3 separate regions of the Mus musculus genome follow, and all the other regions are linked to region 2. A link is a contact called in public HiChIP or PLAC-seq and promoter capture Hi-C data. All regions are on one chromosome and are shown on one strand. The core of a region is the stretch at or near the end of the contact, and the rest is flanking DNA. Distances in the headings are between cores, read along the strand shown.

Region 1 (3,350 bases), core at 704-3,203, 490 kb before region 2:
GAGCACGATGAGCAACATCATGTTGTTCAGCAATAGCTGAGCAGGGAGCCATCGTCATGGAGAGAGGAACAGGCTGATCTCCAGGCGGGCTGTCAAGGAGGTGCTGAAGGGACAGCGCCCGGCTGAAGGGTGATTCTGATGTGGGCTGCAAGCGCTTCAGCCTGGACCAGAGCTCTCCCCAGCTGGAGCTGGGCTATCATATGCATCTGAATTTTTTCCACCACCTCTCTCTGGAATCTTGTTAATGCAGTCTTGGCAAATATGGCCTGAGCCTGTAAGCTTTCCCTATCTACTTTTAAGTAAAATGAAATTCCTGTTGCTTGCTTGCCTGAGTGTACACGACCCACTTTCCTGGATCTTCGGGAGGCCAGCTGAATGCTGGTAACCAAGCTGCTGACAGTGCATGGCCCACAGGTGTGCAAGACGTGGTATTAAAAAAAAAACCCATAAATGATTAATGAGCCAGCTTCCTGGGAAGACATCTTAAGCAGAGGAAGGAGGGAGCCGTAAGCCACAACGAAGGAATCACTTTCTAGAACCTTCTGAAATGTGGTAAAGCTGTTGGTACAAATAACATAGGTAGAGAGCAGAGCTCTTGGGAATGCAGAGATCTCTACACCAACTTTACTCTCCCATGAACTTTCCCAGTGTTGTGTGTGTGTGTGTCATACTCTACAGTACCAGAAAGTTTGTGGGCTCATAACGACTTCAAGGGTGTGTCCCCATTTTCCCCCCAAAAGAGAAGATGAGTAAGTTTGTATCTGTTGGTGTTATGGAACTCTAGAGAACCTTGACCTTTGCCTTCCTTTCAGTGCCTCCTCTTGGAACACATTTCCTTCCTAGGGAACCAGAACCTTTTATCCCTCAGGGCTCTGACTCACCCCATCCCCAGACAAAATTTCTGTGTGTTCTGGCTGTCCTGGGACTCTCTCTGTAGACTTGGCTGGCCTCAATCTCACAGAGGTCTGCCTGCCTCTGCCTCCCAAGTGCTAGGATTAAAGGTTTGCAGCACCACTGCCCGGTTTGGGCTCTGATTGTCCCAGGAGGGTGGATAGAATGAGCTAGGCTCTTCCCAGTTGCCATCTACGATCTGTAATCACTTATTTAGTTATTTTAAAAATACTATTTTGAGATTTGTTTATTTTTACGTTATGTTTAGTGGGTATGTTTTGCCTGCGTGTATGTATGAGTACCACAAGCTTTCAGTGCTCAAGAAGGCCACAAGAGGTCTTTGCATTCTCTGGTATTGGAGTTAAGTTCCTAATGTCATGTGGGTACTGGGAACCAAACCCAGGTCTTTTCAAAGAACAGTCAGTGCTCTTAACTACTGAGCTATCTCTCCAACCTGACTTATAAAACTTACAGTTCTTTTACAGAGACTTGAATGGAAGATGACCCAGAGGTGATGGTAAAGCCAGCCCGTGCAAGGAGTGGGCAGCACTTCCCTCCCCCCACCCCACCCACAAACACCTTGTACCTAAGGCCTCTTCTGACTGGGTGGGCCAGGCTGGTGCCTCCTCCATAACCATGTACAGTTGGCTCAGTAAGCCTGGAGGTGGGCAAGGATTCTGCTCTAGGCACTGCTCTGGTTACCCTTAGAGAGCCTGTACAAATTTCCCTGCACACCCAGAGGAAGTGCTGGGCCTTCCTCATGTCTGGCCCTCTTGATGCTAAGAGCCAAGATCCTTGTGGGCTGAATCTTTAACACCGAACTTGACAATGGCCAGGATCCTTCCAAAGGTGTCCACTTGCCGACTCCAGGTCAACTCTGGTGCTTTGCCCTCTCAGCGGTGACGGCAGGGCTGGACTCCCCCTCAAGGATTACCGGGCTAGGAGAGCAGGAAGGGTTGTCCTGTGAGGCAGTACACCTGGACCAGCTCTCCCTGCCTGCCACTACAATGGCGTCGTAGGGGTTAAGGCGGGCGGGGCGGGGCGGCGGGAGGAGCCCTCGCGGAAGCCGGCCAGGCACCGAGGCGCGCGCGGAGCCGGGTGGCCGCAGCGTCCCCGCGCGCGGCCGGGCCAGGTAGGAACGCAGAGCCGCAGCCGCCTCGCCATGCGGCTGCCGGACCGGAGGCCTGGGCTGGGGCCCGCGCCACCCCCCGCGCGCCGCCCCCGCTGAGCCCGCGCCCGATAGGGCGCCGCAGGCACCATGGTGCAGAAGTCGCGCAACGGTGGCGTGTACCCCGGCACCAGCGGGGAAAAGAAGCTCAAGGTGGGCTTCGTGGGGCTGGACCCCGGCGCGCCCGACTCCACACGCGACGGCGCGCTACTCATCGCGGGCTCCGAGGCCCCCAAGCGCGGCAGCGTTTTGAGCAAGCCGCGGACGGGCGGCGCGGGAGCCGGGAAGCCCCCGAAGCGCAACGCCTTCTACCGCAAGCTGCAGAATTTCCTCTACAACGTGCTAGAGCGGCCCCGCGGCTGGGCGTTCATCTACCACGCCTACGTGTAAGTGGCCCGCGATGTGGTGAGCGGTGGGCCTGGCGAAACCCTGGCCGGGCCGCGGGTTGATAGCAGGCGCAGCTGCGGTGGACTGAGGGGCCCTGGTGTGCGTGTCCGCGCGCGCGCCTGGTTCGCGTCGTGGGCGTGGGGTTTGGGTCGTGGCATTGCAGTCTCGGGTTAAAGCAAAGGATAGGGATTGGAGAGTGACTTTGGAGATCATTCTGTAGTCAGGGACTGTTTTATTTGGGGAGGGGGAGGGTTACGGCCGCCAGGCTGGGTTGTACCAGCCCTTCCCCCGCAGGACGGGATGTACTGGCGCCCCAGCCCCCCTCAGCCCGAGAGGCCCCTCCCCACGGCCCGCAGCGCGGAACAAAGGGCCGCCTAGGAGGGAGGGCGGCTCAGCTCTAGGTCTGAACTCATTCGCCCCTCTGCATCCCCGTGGGTTCTCTCCGACATCCAAGTAGGGGCAATGCAGAAGATTGGCCTCATCTCAGTCATCCTCCTAACCTCTTGCTACCTCTCTGAGCTTCCGGGTTGCAGAAATGGGGAGGGGACATAACATCCCATCACCTCAGCCCTGGCTGAGGGCAGTTGCCTGTACTCATCTCCGGAGGCCCACTCTCCTGTTCTCTACACTCTAAGTAGTCCCTTTGTACCTGCTGATGATCTCGCTACACATTCTGGGCTTTAGATCCTTGAGAGACTATTATCCCCCAGTACTGCCAGCTTTGGGCCTGGAAGGGGCTGCTCCTGTCCCCAAGTCTGGGACTCCTTCTGGGGCAGAGCCAGAAAGAGTCGAACCTGTTTCACGCATACATGAGTGTGTGTGTGTGTGTGTGTGTGTGTGTGTGTTTATGTTAGTATGCATAACCTCCCAATGCAAGGACGCTGGCTCTCCTATTCCAGTAGAA
Region 2 (3,060 bases), core at 73-2,572:
TGGGACCTCACACATCTATCTCTGAATTCTATCCTAGGCTTATTTACATTTTGTATATTAGGAAAAAGATACCTCCAATATCAGTATCCAGAGGCTGAGTTAAGAGGATCACCCCAAGTTTGAAGCCAGTCTGGCCACAGTGTCAGTCTTGTTTTAAAAATAGCTTTGCAAGGCATAGAATTATGAGGTGATACCATCACCTTAGGTATACAATTATGACACTATCTTTGCAGGCAAGCCTGTGGTGCATCTTCTTGATTGGCAATTGCTGTGGGTGGGCTCACCTCACTGTGGATGGTGCCACTCCTGGGCTGGAGGTACTGCTATAAAAAAGCAGGTTGAGCTGGGCATGGTGGCACATGCCTTTAATCCCAGCACTTGGGAGGCAGAGGAAGGCAGATTTCTGAGTTTGAGGCCAGCCTGGTCTACAAAGTGAGTTCCAGGACAGCCAGGGCTGTACAGAGAAACCCTGTCTCGAAAAACAAAAACAAAACAAAACAAGGCAGGTTGAGCAAGCCATGAGGAACAAAAACAGTAAGAAACACTCCTCCATGGCTTCTCCATCACCAGTACCCGCCTTGCTTAAGTTATTGCCCTGAGTTCCTTCAGTGATTGTTACATTGAAGTGTCAAGAGAAAACCCTTTCTTCCCTAAACTGATTTTGGTCATGTTTTACCACAGCAAAAGAAACCCTAACTCAGACACTGGATATAAAGTTATATGGTGGTGCTATCTTTGCTGGGTATAAAAGAGTTGATGCTTTCTCTGCAGGTAGAAAGATAGCTCAGCATATGTGAGACCCTAGGTCTAATCCCCAGCTTGACTGAAATAGAATGGAAACCTGGAGTGCATATTGCATAAAGCACCCAAAGTGGGTGAACAAGGGCTGGGCTGGGGACAGCTAATAAAAAGCATGGTAGCACTGCAGAGGCATGGCTAGGAAGATGCAAGACTGGGCTAAGTAGGGAATGGGGAGCATCAAGTAGCAAGCTCCTGGCAAGTGGGCAGGGAGCAGCTGACCAGGGAGGGGACCAGCCTAAGGCCAACTTGGGGGCAGTGGGCGTGTCTTTATGAGGGTGTGATTAAACTGGGCGTGGCCACGCGGGGCGTGGCCTGTCCATGGTTTGAACTCAAGGCCACTGGGGGGGGGGGAGGATTCGGGGGCGGGGCAAGCGGGCGGGCAGTTGGCTGGGGGTCGGCGGGTAACGGAGGGGCGTGGCCCAAAAGGGGTGGGGTTACCGTTGTGGGCGGGATTGCGCAGGCGCACTGCTCCTGAGGTGCTCAGCGGTTTCCCTCCCCCAACGGCGCGCCCGCGGTGGCCGGCGCGTCGTCTGCGGAGGCCGCGACCCCGCCTCGCCGCCCGCCCGCGTCTGCGTCGCCGTCCCCGCGCCCGCGCCCCGCCGTTGGGCCGCGCCGCGCCGGCATGTCGGGCCCCGGGCCGCGGGAGCCGCCGCCTGAGGCGGGCGCGACGGGCGGCGAGGCGGGCCCCGAGGGCGCGGGCGGCGGGGACGCGGCGCTGGGAGAGCCGGGGCTGAGCTTCACGACCACCGACCTGAGCCTGGTGGAGATGACGGAAGTGGAGTACACGCAGCTGCAGCACATCCTCTACTCGCACATGGAGGCGGCGGACGGCGAGCTCGAGGCGCGCCTGGGCTCCGCGCTGCTGGCCGGCCCGGGCGCGGGCTCGGGCGCGGCGGGCTCGCTGGCGCCGGCGCCGCCCGTGTACCCAGTGCTGTGCCCGCCGCTGGCGGCCGACGCGCCGTGCCTGGGCCACGTCGACTTCCAGGAGCTGCGTATGATGCTGCTGGGCGAGGCGGGCGCGGCGGAGAAGACGCCCGGCGGTGCGGACGGGACGCGGACGCGGGCGGACGGCGTGGCCAAGGAAGGCGCGGGCGGTGCGGGGCCCGACGGCGCACCGGAGGCCCGGGCCAAGCCGACCGTACGCGTCCGTCTGGAGGACCGCTTCAACAGTATGCCGGCCGAGCCGCCTGCGCCGCGCGGTGCTGAGCCCGCCGAGTCGGGCGTGGCGCTCAACAAGTGCGTGCGGGGCGCAGGCGCGGGGGCGTCGGGGAAGGAGGGGCCTGATTGCAGAGCTGGTGTAGGCTGGTGGGGTCAGTCCTTCTGGGCATCTGCCTCATCTGGGTGGATATCTGAAGGGCTCCAGCAGGGCCACCTGTTGGGTCGGGGAGGATATCTGGACGGGGTCAGCAGGGCTGTTTGCGGTGTCTGCGTGTACACAAGGGCCAGGGCAGGTCTTGTACTTGCGAGGGCCAGTGTAAAGGGGCAGGCAGTCTGGGTACTAGATAGGGGTCTGAGGCCGGTCTGTTCTGAATCACCTGAAGGTGATCTGGAGGGTGTACTCTATACAAGTGCTAGGTGGCAATTCTAAGGAGTACCTTGGGGGTTGTGAACTTTTGGTCTCTCTCTGCGCCCCCAAAAGGAGAGGAAGAGGTCTAGGAACTGTTCTCTTTGCTCCTGTCTCCCTCCTGATTGGCATGGGAAGCTGCTAAGCCTCTGGTGCAGATTTGGGATAGAGGCTTACAGATGTGGACTTGTGGTGGGGAAAGGAGAGAGTTTTAAGATTAAGCTGAAATGTGTGGCGGCTCCTGGCCCACTTAAGTGTCCTCCCAGGTAGCTGTTGAAGACACTGACTCCTATTGAAGACACTGACTCCGCAGTTTTCCACTCTGGCTGTCCTGGTCTTTGACCATCCTTGACAGATTTTAAGGATGACAAATTGGTATCCGGGAGTGCTGCAGGCAGGGAGGAGACAATGGACTTCACCAGCGCCATGGGCCAGTGGATCATTTGGCCATGTCCAGGACCATTTGAGAATCAGGGCAGAGTCTAGCATGACAAGAGTTAGTGGTGAATGGGTGATGGCAATGTTTTGGGAGCCTCTCTGCCACCTATTCCTCAGGTTTCTGGGTTTTCTTTTGTCTTGGCAGTTTGGTAACTCTTATTCGACATCCATCTGAATTAATGAATGTTCCTCTTCACCAGCAACAAAACAAATGTACGACCTTAGTGAAAAATAAAACTGCTGCTGCCACTACTGCT
Region 3 (2,969 bases), core at 97-2,596, 280 kb before region 2:
CTAACATCTACAAAATGGCTGACAGCTGTGCCCTTCAACCCAGTGATCCACCTGCATGTGCCTCGCTCTGGTGTCCTCCTATTGATGATGTGCATCAGAAGCTAGGACATTTACTACAACAAATCCAGGGACCAAACATGCCCCAGAAGGGATGTGTGGATGCATCTGGGGTTTGGTCCCTAGCAATGTTCTTGCAATCACATGATAGGTCACAAATTTGCCTGTTATTCCAGTTCCAGGCTATCAGACACCTTTTCTGACCCTTCACATTCACCAAGTGCACCTATAGTGCACATATATACATGCAAGCAAAACACTCATACAAATAACATTTATTTTAAAGGGGCTGGAGAGATGGCTCAGGGTCAAGGTATAAGAGCATTTACTGCTCTTTTAGAGAATCTAGGTTCAATTCTCAGCATCCACTTTGGGGTCTGAACCATCTATAACTCCAGTTCTGGGGTATCTGACACCCTCCTCTGGCCTCCTTGAGCACCAGGCACACATGCAGTGCATAGACATACATGCAGGCAAAACACTCATACACATAAGATTAAAATTAATAAATCTTTTTAAAATTACATTCAAAAGATTTGTTTTATTTTATGTGTGTGTGTGTGTGCCTGCTTGTCTATATATGCATCACGTGCATTCAATGCCAGAAAAAGAGTTCTGGAACCCCTGAGACTGGAGAATTGTAAGCCATCATGTGGGTGTTGGAACTAGCCCCAGGTCCTTTGTAAGAACAGCAAGTAGTCTTGAGCACTGAGCCATTGCTCTAAACCTCAAATAAAACTTTTTTTAACGACGGGAACAGGGAGGAGGAGTCTGTGTGTGGTAGCAGGTTCACTGAGCAAAGAGCTTGCCTGAAAGTGAATGGCTAAATGGCTAATGGGGTGAGTTCTTTGTTGGAGACTCTTTGACGGATGAACTTTCCCCACGTGGAACCCAAAGGGGGCCGTCTAGCTTTCCTCAAAGTCCTCTTGTTTTTACCCTGGGTGATGGAATCAGGTACAGAATCTAACGCGAATACTGGTTATTCTGGCACACTCCTGTCAGGTTCATATTGTCACGGGGCAGGCTAGGAGGCCAGCCCAGCAGCCACAAAACTCTGGGACAGGTGTAGCTAAACTACAACCTCACACCGTCTCCCCAATAGGCGCCGCCCCAGGAGCCCCACGTGACTCTCGAGTCGCCCCGCCCCATCCGGTCCGGTCCCGCCCCTCCAGCGCGAGACTGAGTCCCAAGCGCGAAATCCTGGGCGAGGAGCGACGGTGCGCAGGCGCAATGGTGGCGACTCGACGGCGCTCCCGGCCTGCCCCGCGCGCTGACGTCGCGTAGCTTCGTCCCAGCCGCCGCGGCCGCCATTGGAGTCGGCGCCCCCTCAGCCTGTCCGCTACCTTCCGCTGCTTCCCGCTGTTCCGGCCCGCGTGCCTACAGCTGCCGCCGCGCCCGGCCGCACCCGCGGAGTTGGCGGCGGGGCACGGGGCCGCGCGCGGCGTGACAGGCCCGGCCTCGTGGGAGGCCCGAGCCGGCGGCGCCCGGGTCCCGCGCCGCGCTGTTCATGAAGCATGTCGGCCACCAGCGTGGACCCCCAGGTAGGGGCGTCTCGGGACCACGGTCACGAGAGCAGGCCGTGGACAGGGCAAGACAGGTTGCGGTCTGGGCCGCGCCGGGGACCTGGAGGCTGAGCTGGGGTTAGGGTGCGGGGTCCGGACTGGGAACAGGGAGGCCGGGTCGAAGATCTGAATACCAGGCCGGGCCACGGTTCTGGGGTCCAATGGCGGGGTCGCTGGGCTTGGCTGTGATCAAAGTGTGGGAGATCTGGAGGCCCGGTCGGGGTCGGGTCGCCCTCCGGGTAGCGTTCTTTTCGGATAGTAACTTTGTGTTTCCTTTCCCGGGCTGGGTGGTGTCCACCCGCATATCCTGGCCTGCGGCGATGCAGAGAACAAAAGGACAAGATAATAAAGGTGAGGAGAGTTCCGGGAAGTTGTCCGGACTTGAGAGGAGAACGGGGCAGCGCCAGTCCGTGTGGACAGAGAAAGTCCACCAAGCCAGCCTGGGATCTGAAACTTAGTTTCCTCCCGTAAGCTTGGAGGAGATGAAAGTTTCTATTTCCGGGGTACTTGACAGATTGGAGGGGAACTAGAAAAATAAAGGCGTACCCGGAGTAGTTCAGATAATATTTTGCAATTTCCCCCTTGACCCTGCCAGAACAGTTACCTGGTGGGGAAAGAAATGGTGATCAGACGGCCTCGCAGAGGTCTGAGTGACTGACTGGTCCTCTGTTGCTAGGTAGTGGATGGCTCTGGAGGAGAGTCAGCCAGCTAGCTGTGGATCCGGAGGCCCTGCCCTCCATCCTTAGCTATAGTCATTGTAAGTTTATTGTTATCTCCTGTGATATTCTGGCTTGTAATAAACTTCCAAAACTCTTATGAGAACTCCAGAGTGACACTAAATCCTGGGAAGACTGTTTTTAACCAGTGCATGTTGTTGTTACTTGGGTGTAACCAAATATGGCTCATCGTGTTTTAAGATTGGAAAAGGCCCAACACTTTATTTACCATTCCTTTCCTTTCCTTTCCTGGCTGTGCACTGTAACAGTGGAAAGTAAGTGGAGAATCAGATGATAGTAAGCTTAGGTTACAGCCCTTTCCAGCTGAGCATCCTGCCCTCAGATCTCTGCATAACTAGGCTCTTAAAGCATGTGTCCGCTATTTGCCTGGAGTAGAGTATTGGATTGGAATAGGGAAACCCTGGGTTCGGTCCCACCTTGGGGCGGGGGGTGGGGAGGGAAATCACAAAACTGGCTCCAAGTCTGGTTGCAACAAAATGACATCTGACCGAATTATGATTATATTTTTACTTTTAAAAAAAAAGGAATTTAAGAAAAGTTGTGCAATGCCATTTAACTAGTCATGTAAACATCAGCTCTCTATAGAGTGTGCCCATTTTGAAAGATCATATCT

What was found. Promoter capture Hi-C pulls out the DNA fragments that hold promoters and counts their contacts. HiChIP or PLAC-seq counts read pairs in DNA pulled down with a chosen protein or histone mark.
Region 1: a contact with region 2 is called in a promoter capture Hi-C map of liver, with 4 times the contacts expected there. The contact joins the promoter of Kcnq2 here to the promoter of Tcfl5 in region 2. A contact is called at or near these places in 8 of 39 promoter capture datasets (the 3T3-L1 cell line, the C10 cell line, embryonic stem cells and 4 more), 1 of 484 Hi-C or Micro-C datasets (embryonic stem cells) and 2 of 9 other capture datasets (embryonic stem cells and pancreatic islet).
Region 3: an H3K27ac HiChIP or PLAC-seq map of embryonic stem cells shows a contact between it and region 2, with 3 times the contacts expected there. The contact joins the promoter of Ythdf1 here to the promoter of Tcfl5 in region 2. A contact is called at or near these places in 2 of 39 promoter capture datasets (liver and stem cell-derived epiblast-like cells), 1 of 484 Hi-C or Micro-C datasets (the N1E-115 cell line) and 2 of 115 datasets of contacts at active chromatin or transcription factors (both in embryonic stem cells).

What each region holds. Positions count from the first base shown.
Region 1 is chr2:181,133,892-181,137,241 of GRCm38.p6, reverse strand. Kcnq2 (potassium voltage-gated channel, subfamily Q, member 2) reads left to right here and starts at 1,953. Exons shown (of 17, transcript NM_010611.3): 1 at 1,953-2,445. The coding sequence starts at 2,150.
Region 2 is chr2:180,640,953-180,644,012 of GRCm38.p6, reverse strand. It overlaps Tcfl5 (transcription factor-like 5 (basic helix-loop-helix)), which reads left to right and starts at 1,322. Exons shown (of 6, transcript NM_001360335.1): 1 at 1,322-2,037; 2 at 2,949-3,060. The coding sequence starts at 1,424.
Region 3 is chr2:180,919,313-180,922,281 of GRCm38.p6, reverse strand. It overlaps Ythdf1 (YTH N6-methyladenosine RNA binding protein 1), which reads left to right and starts at 1,346. Exons shown (of 5, transcript NM_173761.3): 1 at 1,346-1,598; 2 at 1,946-1,970. The coding sequence starts at 1,572.